Regions from separate parts of the Zea mays genome. Here region 2 is linked to region 1. Evidence: chromatin contacts called from public Hi-C data. All regions are on one chromosome and are shown on one strand. Each heading gives the region's core, a stretch centred on a gene start, on an enhancer-like site or on the middle of the called end of the contact. The rest is flanking DNA. Distances are from core to core; before and after follow the strand shown. Region 1 holds the start of LOC103628325 (urease accessory protein D). Region 2 holds the start of LOC100280912 (VQ motif family protein).

Region 1 (6,123 bases), core at 1,497-3,996:
TAGATCCGAAGGTATCTTCATGCAAAGATATGCTGGGTGAAGAATTGCTTCAAAAGCATTGAGAGTACCACGACCAATGATTGCGTTGTAAGGGTATTCCATGTCAACAATATCAAACACAACTTGTTCAGTCCTTGTATTGTTGATAAATCCGAAGGTCACTGACATCGTGATCTTGCCGAGTGCTACAATCTGCCTTCCTCCGAAGCCACAAAGGGGATGTGTGGCATCATGGATCTTATCTTCGGGCTCTTGCATCTGTCTGAAGGCCTTAGCAAATATAATATCCGCTGCACTGCCTGTGTCAACCAGAACATTGTGGACCAGAAATCCTTTGATAACACAAGAAATAACCATAGCATCATTGTGAGGGTAATCCTTGAGCTCAAGGTCCTCTTGAGAGAAGGTAATTGGGATGTGGGACCATCTTGACTTGATGAAGTGTCCTTGCACCCCGACATGCTGTACCCTTCTCTGTGCCTCCTTCTTCTGCTTCTTTTTAGCTGGCTCTGAACATGAACCGCCTGTTATCGGGAGTACCAGCTTCGGAGCCGAAGCAACTCCAGCTTGGTTGTTGAACGAAGCCATCAACTCAAACAAGTGGAAGTGAGTTCACCGGAGGTGGGCGCCAATGTTGGGGACTTGTTCGCAAATGCTATGAATCAAGAACAAGGCAACACAGAAAATATTAAATGACAATGCCCTTTGTTCGCCGAAGCATTATATCCCCATGGATTTAATGAACTTCGAACGAATAGACAAAATACCCCGAAGGTCATACCTTCGTGGTTAAATATTCATCAATACGAAATAAAATATAAGACATTAAACATCATAGGAAAAACAAATTACATTATTTATGTATTTTCGTAATATGAGCTTAAATGTCAAAACATAATATTTAGGTACGTTTATACCTTCGCCTCTAGCGGAAAATAATTCCAGTGTAATGCGTTAGCGGTTACAGGGTTGCATGAACAGTGCCGGGGTACTGTTCACCTATTTATAAGTACAGGGTGCAGCCTGTGTAAAATTACATTTATGTCCTTTACAATAGACTACAATAATGACACAAAACATCATGGGTCTTTAAGTCAATCCATCTTTAAGTCGGTTCGACCCTTCGTCTCGAGATCTGTCATTATGCCGAACCTCTATAGGTAATAGCTTCGGCGCTCGCTCCTGAGAGGATCTTCCGAAGGTGTTCTCTTTCTTTAGGATCTTCGGCTACGAAGCATACCCCCAACAGAAATAAAAGCAGAAAAACTAAAATTAATGCATGAACATAACACATCTGATGTAAAATATGTTTATCCATATTTAATCATATGTTTTTCTAATTAATTATTTGTGATAAGAAATAATTAATTTAAATAGAAATCACAACATAAAATATGCTTTATTCAATTTGCTATGTGCAATTAAATTGAATAAATAATATAGAGTATGCACATATATTAATATTGTACCAAAGTTTATTAATTCAGCAAAAATTTATAGGAAAACTGTAAAAAAAATCTCACTCCCGAGAAAACCGGATCAACGAGATCCATCCTTTGACAAGCTAGCATCCGTATTTTTTTACGCACTTAAGAAATTTTCATTTCTTTTTTTTATCCACTCACTCGACCGCAAATGATGGCTGGACCATGCGGAGTGGCGGAGAGGGAGTGCTACCCATCCGCTCGTCCATCTTTTGCTTATCACACTTTTTTTTAACCGCACAACGGCCGTTTGACTCGATCGCTCATGAAAGAGAAGGCCTCTACGAACGCAGTAGCTACTAGATCCGTTTTTCCGCGCAGCAGCTGCTGGCTGCCAGGCCACGCGTCAAGCGCATTTGAAACAGTTGTTCAGGAAGACAGGCGAGCCAGAGTGACGGGCGATGAGGTCATTGTTGGGATCATGACGACCGATGGCCTGGCTGATCTGGGGATCTCAGAAGAGCTGCAAGTTGAAAAAGTGGAAGGTCCAGAGGCCGTTATGGCCAGAGTGAACGGCGAGATGCCTTGCCCATCGGCTCGCGGGAGGACGGATAGTCTGCCGTAAAGCCCGTAAGCAGGGGTCGCGTCGGGCGGATCGGCTGCGTCCACGCTGGAGTGTGCTATCATAGCGATTCGCGCGGCGTGCAACCAGCAGAGCCGCTGATGGCATGCTTTTTCTTCACCGTGAATAATAGAATGGAAAGTAAATCACGGATTCAATCAAGAAATTGTATACCGTATTTCTTGATGTAGAACGGAAGTGAAACCTGTCGCGTAGGACAGTTCGGCAAGGCCGAGGGACCTGTCGACGTGACGAAGAGTTGATGCAGATCTAATCCTACAGTAACGTTAAGGTAGAGCGTACTGATAACATGTTGAGAACTACGTTACCACGGACCACCAGATCCACTCCCTTCCCTCCCGTCAGCAGTAGAGACACCTTCTCATAAGCACGACAACAAAAGAAACACACGAGACATAAGATGTAGGTTTGGGCCTTTGGCCTCTTTATCATCTCCACTCTATATGAGGGGTACATGTTTTATATATATAGAGACGTGATAGCCTTTCCATATAACCCTTCATTAGGGTTTTTCAATAGGAAACACAGCCCGTGTCCGTTCGCGGCCCAAAGCCATTCGCAATCCGCAGATGAGCAGGCCCAAATATCAAATACTTCCCGGCGGCACCGTGACGCGGTGGGCCGAGCAAGTGCTGCGTGGACTGGGCCTGCGTCAATCCCCGAACGAGGCAGATGCGCCTCGATCTGGTTGACCCGCCCGCCGCCCCCATCGCCCGTCCAATCGAACCGCTCTGTGGCGGTGGTGTTCTGGTCAGCCGGCGATGGCGACGCCGACGCCGATGGGGGCGGTGCGGGTGGAGAGGGTGCGGGGGAGGTCGGCGCTGACCCGCTGCTTCGCCAGGTACCCGCTCAAGCTCATCGCCCCGTCCAGGGTGGGCCCCTCCTCCTGTGACGCCGTCTGGCTCTACGCCCTCACCTACGGCGGCGGCATCGTCTCCGTGAGTCCGAGGACCCCCCCCCCCCCCCCCCCCCGCACACAACCCTCCACTTCCCATTCTCTCCGTTCTCGCCCGCTGCGCCGTTGCTGGGCACTCGCGGTTCGGAGATGCTTGCTGTAGCGTGACGGTCTCCTGTCCTGGTGCCGCGCTTGCTCCTGCGCCCGCCCTTGCAGGGGGACACCGTGTCGTGCACGGTCAGCGTCGGCGACGGCTGTACGGCGGCGATCACCACGCAGGCCTCGACCAAGGTACGCTGATTGCTCGATTCAAGCCTGGCTCTGCGCGTCCTGCCTATACTATACTTATACCATGGCTTGTTACGTTTGGTGTTATGATGCTTACCCGTGTATGCTGTATGGTACTGTATACAACATTGACCAGAGAATGTCTGGATTCCAATTACCAGCTCTGTAGGAATGTATGAATTATGATAAACTGGAGCCTATGAGCCTTCTACGTGCACTGTTTAGGCTGGACTAGTAGTTTGGTACTCGTTTCCCCTCAACAAATAAAGGCTTGGGCTAAAAAAATCCTACCTAATGGGGAAGTCGTTGGCGAAGTCACAAGGCCCTCCACTTTTCATTATAAAACCGATAAACCAGAAAAAGATGGATTGTTTTGCGAAAGAATCTTTGGACCCATAAAAAGCGGAATTTGTGCTTGTGGAAACTCTCGAGCGAGCGTAGCTGAAAACGAAGACGAAAGATTTTGCCAAAAATGCGGGGTAGAATTTGTTGATTCTCGGATTGTGGGAGGCATCCGTACCTGGGTAATTTCTTCGTCTGCTCATGGTAGAAACTAGTGGTTGTATGCGGAACACAAGGGCTGGCAAGTTAATTCTCCAAATCTGGGATCTCTGCCAATGGCCGAACACAATTCAAACTGTGTGTGTGTGTGTGTGTGTGGAGGATATGGGGAGGGGGTTTTTCTTTCTACTGTGAACCTTTTATAGTCGAACAAAGAATTAGCTCGCTGATTACTTTCTCTTACTAAGATTGCTTAGCTCTGCTCTTCGTCCTAGCTTTGGGGCACTACTCCACTGTTTCCTGCTTCAAGAAATCATCCAGCTCAGTTATTACCATGCCTAGGTTTCATGCATTGACAAGTTCATAGAAAGCGTCAACTGAAAATGCTGATTTCCTTCATTCATGTATTTTGTCTACTCCATGTCAACTGAAAAGCTAGTTTCACTCAAATCCGTTGTATTTTTTTTTCTGGACGGCAAGTACTCATGCAAGCTTAACAAGTCTGCCGATGAAATTGTCAATTGGAAAACTAGTTTGCTTCAAATCTGCTGACTTTGTTTATTCCATTTCTGATTGGCAAGTACTTTTGTAGGTGTACAAGGCTGTGGGTTCAAAATGTTCTGAACAGTTGCTAGAGGTAATACCTCTTCCAAGGCAAGGGCTCTATGCTCTTAGTTGCGTTCCTAACTAGGAAGGTCCATGATTAAACATTTAATGCATGCAGTAGGCCAGAGTTGGGGAAGACGCCCTGCTGGCTGTTATTCCAGACCCTGTAACCTGCTTCTCAACCGCTCGGTACCACCAAAAGCAAGTTTTCCATGTTTCTGTCAATTCAAACCTGGTACTTGTAGATTGGTTTACAAGTGGCCGATACGAGAGCGGAGAAAGATGGGATTTTAGCTTCTACAAAAGTGTCAACCATATTTTCTTGGGAGACCAGCCACTCTTTATTGACTCGGTAAGCACTCTTGACCTTCTCCTCCTAGCACGTAATGTTCTTCGTTATGTTAACATGCTGTTCCATTTCTGTTTTTGTTTATGCTGTTCGCTATTCTTAACACGCCATGTATAATTTGAGCAGACTTTGTTGGAACAAAGCTCGAGTTATAGCATTGCTGAACGGATGCGGGAGTACAATGTGGTTGCGATGGTTGTGTTACTGGGGTAAAGTCAATACACCATCTCAAAAAACATGGTGCCATATGCTCTGGTCAACTCTGTTTGAACATTTGAATGTTGTTACGTGAAGATTGAAATGGCACTACACCGATGAATTTGCATTAATCACTTCAGCCTAGAAGCTTATGCTTTTTTTTTACAATTATTACTGTTGGGCACAGAGTTAACAGTACCATATGCTATGGTTATCTATTTGTGTTTCTGCCAATATATAGCTAACAATTCTCTGCTGCATTTAGAGGAAGAGCGAGTGGTAATGTGGTATAAGCAAGGGCCTAGTCTAGGATTTGGTCTTTTTCTATGAAGAACAAACCAACAAATGAAAAATTGTTAGAGATCAGGACGTACATTTTTGGATTTTAATCTACCATGTACCTGACGGAAAAGCATGGCTAATGCTCATGATTGATGGCATTGCTTTACTCTGAAGGCCAAAGCTGAGGGACATCCAAGACAAGATGCAAGACGAAGTGAGGAAGCTAATGTCGGGGCAGCTGCGCCCTCCCACTGCCGGCGGAAGCCTCTACACTACGAGATCACAGCGTCCCCGAAGGCCACCACTCGTGGCCTCTTGCAGCCCGTTCGGCCGCACGGTTTGTTGTTTGCCGCTGCTGAGTCTCATCGCTGTGCTATAGAATCCAGGCAAGTGTGTGCGCCTTTGGGCCCTTTGGCTCACGGAGACCGGCATCTTGTCGTGGTGGTTGGCTGCAGGGAACAGGCATGGTTGCTCGGGTAGCCGCGGTGAGCACGGAGCTGGCGTACATCTTCCTGAGGCACCATCTGGCCGCGCTGGAGCCATTCCTTGGCGCTCCCCCCTACGCGGCGTCATGAAGCTGGCGGACAGACTGAGGGAAGCGCTGGTGAACGCTGGTGCTGAAAGAGGGATCCTTGGTCCCTCGAGTTTGCATTGGGGGGGGGGGGGGGGGGGGGGGGGGGGGGAGTGAAAAGCTGCAAAATGGTTGGGTGTAGTCAGCTGGCCATTCGATGAAAGAATTTTGAGGGTGATTGGAGTTTCTGGTTTTGGTTGGCTAAATTCCACGGTTGGAGTGAACGTGTTGCAATTCGTTGGGTGGTATAGTGTTGCCTCGACCTGACAGTGACAGTGTGAAGCAGACGCGTTTCATTTGCCACACTATGATGGTAATAAAATAATAATAATAACAACAGTGCCTTTTGAGTCGTGATGGATAATC
Region 2 (6,142 bases), core at 2,569-5,068, 150 kb before region 1:
CGAGGCCAGATAACAGCTTTTTAGACTGATACATGTCCTTTGGCATCTTGTGATTCTCCGGAAGTACATCACTGATCACGTTCAAAATTTCCTTGTAACAGTTGTTTGAGAATGCAAACTTAGACTTAATAGCCATAAGTCGAGTCACAAATACAAGGACGGTCACTTTTGTGTGCTCATGCAACGGCTCTTCGGCAGCTTTAAGGAGCTCGAAGAACTTCTGAACCTCAGGTGTAGCTGGATCCTCAAACTCGGTGGGTTGACCGGGGTTCTCCGAATCGACGGTTACAAACTCATGGCGTACATCGTCAAGCATCTCTTCCATCCTATCGTAGTCCTCCTCTTCATGTGACTGAACTTCCGATACAATACGAGGAGGTGGGTCCTCACCGTGGTGCACCCACACCTCATAGCCTGGCATATAACCGTTCTTGCAAATATGTATCGACATAGTCCTCCTGTCAAGGAAATTAATGTTCCGACACTTGCTACAAGGGCACCTAACATCGGTTCCAGTCTCTGACCGAGCAAAAGCATGGTCGAGAAAAGCATCAGTCTTGGCCACCCACTCACTTGATAGAGCACCTCTTTTCTTCCAACCTTCATACATCCATCGACGATTCTCCTCCATACTAGCTACGAGACGTTAACTTAATTAGATAAGTAATGCACGGGCCATCCGTTTTTACGAAGAAATCACGCCCCTACATCTGTAGGAAAGGATAGGTCCTAAACCCACCCAGGAGTGACCGACGAGGCCGTGTTTATGACAAGACATGTGGTCGTGCGAAATTTCGGCAGCATAACCCCGCTGTTCTCCAATCGCACGCCTAAAAATGGTGCAATTGGAGAACAGAGGGGTTATGCTGCCGAAACTAAGCAGGAGCACATGCTTTTGTCATAAACACGAACTCTGTCGGTCACCCCGAGGCTGTCCAATAAAAGGACAATTCCGGCCCAACATACCTCACATGCGTCGCTTGTAAGGTGTGTTGGGCCGAAACGGGTGACGCCTAGGTTTCGTTTGTTCACACTACGATACACTATGATTAACTAGAATCATCGTGTATTATTAAATAATTAAACTAATAAACCACAATACAATATTACATACGAAATAACATTGTTATGAATGACAAATCATATAAAATGACCTTATTTCCGAGGGCATAATAATTACCCTCGGAAATTTAAAATTTAAATTATCTAAAGCACCACTAAATAAACTAAAACAAGGTAATTTAATTACGTAATCAAATTTAGGCCATATAATCAAATTTCGCCAAATAATCAAATTTAGGCCATCGGATATAATAAGATAAACATTATTTAACATACTAATTATTTAATAACAACATTAGAAACTATAAAACAATATTAATATATACAAAATAAATCTAAAAATACTTACTTTGATAATATGGCGGGCGGAGATGTAGCCGGCAGCGACGGGGCACCCCTGTTGACGTGAGCGACGGGGCGAGCGGGGCGGCGACCGGCGGCCGGCGGCCGGCGGCGACGGCGGCTGGGCGGGGAGGCGTGTGGGCGGGGCTGCGTCGACGGCGGTGGGGCTTTGGGAGGCGGGGCGGCGGGGCAGTGGGAGGGGCGGCGGCGGCGCGGCGGCGCAGTGGGCGACGGCGCCGGGCAGCGGACGGCGGCGGCGCAGTCGACGGCGGCGGCGGCGCGTGGGCAGAGACAGAGAAGAGAAGAGAAGAGCGCGCGCGTGGAAATGAACCGCGCGCCGGTTCCTGCGGATTAAAAAGTCTTACCTCCGACGGCTACGCTGCCAGCCGTCGGACATAACCTTATCTCCGACGGCTGCCTTCGAGGCCGTCGGAGATAAGCGCTATTTCCGAGCGCCCTTTGTGGCCGTCGGACATAATCTTATCTCCGACGGCCTCGTAGGCCGCCGTCGGAGATAAGGCGGCCGTCGGATGTTTATTAGTTTACTGTAGTGATATGTTCATTTTTATTATAACATATATATGCGTTACTACTGTAACGTTTGTAATATACAAGTCTTGATGGATTTATTGTGTGTATGCAAATAAATCTAGTAACCATAGGAAATAACAATGACAACACAAAACTAAAATAGAAATATTGAAATAATAATTAAGCGGGACAAGATCATCGCCAACTCGATATACATGCCGACAATGATCATATATATATAACACTCACAACTTATGTATTGGACTAACAGTATTGCCATACCAATGTTCTGGACCGGTAATAATTAAGAGGATACCACCGTTGGTTAGTGACAAGAAACAACAATGGAGGTCTATATCACTACCAATTTATGTAGAGATTGACTGGCACTTTCCTTCTAATCTCTCTTTTCGAGGTTTTAATCCGACGCTAAAGACAAGTTTCCAAAGTCAAGTCTGATGATTTATTATTGTAAAAGAAAAAGCATATGTTCCACACTCATTTGACCAACGTGCGATTAATTAGCGGCGGGACCATAATAATAATACTATAATTAATCAGTACGTACTAGCATACAAGTAGAGAGGGGAGGGGTAGAGAGAGAAGCCCTCTTGAACTTTGCTTCCGAACCAAGGCAATCTTCTAGAAAAGATTCCTCGCTATCAGCTGCACTAGCTGTATGTACACACACCGAAAGCGCACGCGCGCCAACAACCTGACGACGGCCCCAAAATTAAACTTCTTGATTGATATTTTTTCAAAAAGAAAAAGAAAAAAAGGAAAGGGAACTATTTACATCGACCTAGCTTAACTCCTTTTCTAGTTAAAGCAGCAAGATAACACTACCACTACTAACTATACTTAGTTACTTACTCGTAATTAGCTAGCCTTCTGCGAGGCCAGCAAAAAAAACATAACAAAAAAAATGCTTAGCTGCTTAAGCAGCAGCAACAAGCTAGAACACGCGTCATCATCAGCTCGTGGTCATCGACGACGGCTTCTTCGTTCCATGGATCCCTGATCTAGCTCCCCGCTTATTATATTAATTACCTCGGTTGTGCGGTGGGGATCAAACCGGTGGATCGATCAGCTAGCCGAAGTGGTATCCATTGCCGTTGTTAGTGGGGGGCGGGTGGCCGGTGGGCATCGTCGAGGCCTGCATCATGCTCTGCAGCAGCAGCCGGTCCTCCGACGAGGCCTCGAACCCGCCGTGCAGGAAGGAGGACGGCGCCGCCATGGCCATGCCGTGCACGCCGTAGCCGCCGACGTCGGCACCGTACTGCTGCTGCTGCTGCGGCCTGAACAGCTGGCTCTGCAGCGACGACGCCGCCGTCGGCCGGTGGTGGTGGTGCTGGGGGTCGAACGACATGACGGCGGACGTCGGCGACGGGCGCACCAGCTGCGCGCCGCCGTACTCGGCGCCGAAGCTGATGACGGGCCCCCCGCCGCCGCCGGGGCCGGGGCCGTAGGGCCCGGGCGGGACGCCGGTGAACTGCTGCACCATGGCGCGGAAGTTGGAGGTGTCGGTGTTGAGCAGCGTGACGGGCGCGCGGCGGGACGCGCGCGACCGCCGCCGCGCGGGCTTGCCCACGCGCCCGCCCTCCACCCCGACCCCGGGCTGCAGCTGCGCGCGGCTCGGGCTGCCGCCCGACCCGCCCGACGTCGGGCTCGACACCGACCCGCCGCCTCCTGCCGTCGTCACCGTCTCCGTCGTCGCCGGCGCGACAACCCCGCCGCCGCCGCCCCGGCCGTAGAGCCCGCCCCAGTGGGCCATGTTCGCGCCAGTGTCACCCATGCCCTGGCGTCGCTCGCAGCTCGGTCGCTAGTACTGTGCCCGTCGGCGTCGGCGTCGGCGTGCGCCGGCTGGTAGAGGAGTTAGAGTTCTTTGGACGGACGGGGAGGGCAGGTACTTATAGTTGCCACCCCCGGCGACGAGTCAAACCGGGGGCGCTTGGGAGGGTCGCCGGGCCGTCGGATGCGCGACGCACGGCGCCAAGTCGTCTTCTGGAAGGTCGATGGCTCGTGCAGGTTTCCACGAAGCGTCCCTCCTCCCGGACCGGACGCCGGGGGCCGGGGCCCGCTCGTGGAAGTGGGACCGGTCGCTGGGCCGGGGCACACAGGAGACGAGCTGCGGGGATGGCGCGGCGCGCGCCGTGAATTTGGATGTTGTCGCGGTTTTTTTTTTTTTACTTTCTCCTAATCCCCTCGCGGTCGCGGAAAAAAGAAATACTAGTAGATGCCTTCATGCCTAGCTTAGAGCTGTGTGGTTTGGAGGGGCACAGCCACGGCGGCGAGTGGATCGGGGTCGTCGCGGCGGCGGATCGGGCGACGGAGACCTCTACGACACGTGCGTTTGTACGTTTTCGGCGCGCGCCACCGTGCGTGCTTGCGACCATTCGCCGGCCGGCGGGCCGGTCGATCGATCCAGCTGCATTGCATGCGATGCGATCGATTTTTTCCCCCCGCCACGTATATATATATCTGTTTGGCTGTTGCTTCAGCTTTACTCCATCTGGGCTGGGGATGGACTGGACCGGGCCGCGCGCACGAGCGAGCATGCAGCGACAGGAGTCGCGCGCGTCGTCGTAATGGCGTTCCCACTTCGCTGGCTGCCTGCCTGCCTGCCCTGCAGATGACAAAAAGAAAATGCATGCGGCACGCTGGGCCGCCGCCCGCCATCTTGTCATATTTTTTGACACATGTGAACTGACCAGGTGAGCGCGGCAACCACGACGAAGCTTCCGTCGGCGGAGCGAGTCCCCTCTCCCCCACCCCGGAGGCCCGGACCCTCAGGTCATTCTCACCACGTAGTTTCATACTACTGCGTCTAAAGACTGTCGTGCCAACATTTATCTTGTATCCAGAATTTCATTCTCGTAAAATTCTCTCATCTCTTATAAAACTCTTCGTATCTCTTTTCCTTAAACTGCATGACATGTTATTTAACGAGTACTAGTCTACTACACGTCTGTGCTAACGATATGTTATCGTCCCAAAGAGAGAGTGGCCGGCGGCGACGACGGGAGAGAGGAGCGACAGAGGAGAGAGGGAGTTACTGTGCCTGCAGCGGTGGAACCATGCTCTTTTATTAGGGTCAGACCCCGGTAACTTTCTGAATTTCTAGTGGAAAAACATTGTTATTAAATGCAATTCTATAGTTTGGATTCAATCAGTAATTAGGATGATCCCAATAAAATATTTGGTAGCTTCGCTACTGTGTGCGTGTAAAAGATGAGAGTAAAGAATATCCTAATAACGTTAGCCATTCAATTTGAGTGAGTAAGAAAGATAAGTGTTATCCAGTTTATGTACAAATACAATTTGTTTGGTGAATTTAGAGGGGTTATGTCTAGGAGTGATTTGGTTGAATGGTTTTTTTTTTTGCAAAATTTAAACTTATAGGTTATATAGAGATACAGATAAAACTCTCATGAAATACGCACAGAAAATGACCTCATAATCCTCGATCCAACTACTATACATCAAACCCCCCAAGAGGCCCCAACTCCTATATGCCTGCCGAAAAATAAGAACAAAAAAAATGGATCTACCAACAGAAAACGGTCTAGCGAGTGTTCCAACAGACACTACGCATGCATTTACACCGCCGCTAGTTAAGGGCCTGTTTGTTTACCCCATGGATTATATAATCTGAATTATTTTTGGAGGATTATATAATCTGGATTATATAATCTGAGTAGTTCTGTTTGTTTACCCAGACTATTTGAGTTGTTAATAAGATTCTTTTGTATGAGAAAGACAAGAATGCCCTCTATATTTGTACTAGGTTGAAACTCATATATGACATGAACAATATAACAAACGTTTCTGAGTATTCATAATTTATTACATAAATAATTTGAAAAAAAATAATTCAATTGACATTGGCAAATATTGCATTAGCAATATTATCACGGAAGGCATTCATGTCACCTTCTTCATCCCCAAATTGACTAGTACTAGGCTGAGATGATGGCATTGCATATAATCTTCATCTTCATCACAATGGTCAAATTCTTTATCTGCCAAAGAACTGTCACGAATAAATTTATGAAGAGCCATACATGTATGTATTATTTTGGATTGTTTGGCCATAAGATAACTGGGTAGGTGTAACAGAATTCTCCACTTCATCTTCAAAACACCAAATGAGCGTTCAATCACATTACATTATGCGGAGATGAATGCAAATAGTTAAATGTCTCCT

Evidence for each region. A called contact is a pair of places that touch in the nucleus more often than the background predicts.
Region 2: a contact with region 1 is called in a Hi-C map of ear, with 5 times the contacts expected there. The contact joins the promoter of LOC100280912 here to the promoter of LOC103628325 in region 1. A contact is called at or near these places in 6 of 25 Hi-C or Micro-C datasets (bundle sheath, ear, leaf and 2 more).

What each region holds. Positions count from the first base shown.
Region 1 is chr5:87,916,339-87,922,461 of Zm-B73-REFERENCE-NAM-5.0, reverse strand. It overlaps LOC103628325 (urease accessory protein D), which reads left to right and starts at 2,746. Exons shown (of 6, transcript XM_020538438.3): 1 at 2,746-3,005; 2 at 3,179-3,253; 3 at 4,344-4,388; 4 at 4,479-4,709; 5 at 5,361-5,523; 6 at 5,642-6,110. The coding sequence starts at 2,829. The coding sequence ends at 5,874.
Region 2 is chr5:88,062,657-88,068,798 of Zm-B73-REFERENCE-NAM-5.0, reverse strand. It overlaps LOC100280912 (VQ motif family protein), which reads right to left and starts at 3,818. Exons shown (of 1, transcript NM_001153832.2): 1 at 2,660-3,818. The coding sequence starts at 3,730. The coding sequence ends at 3,026.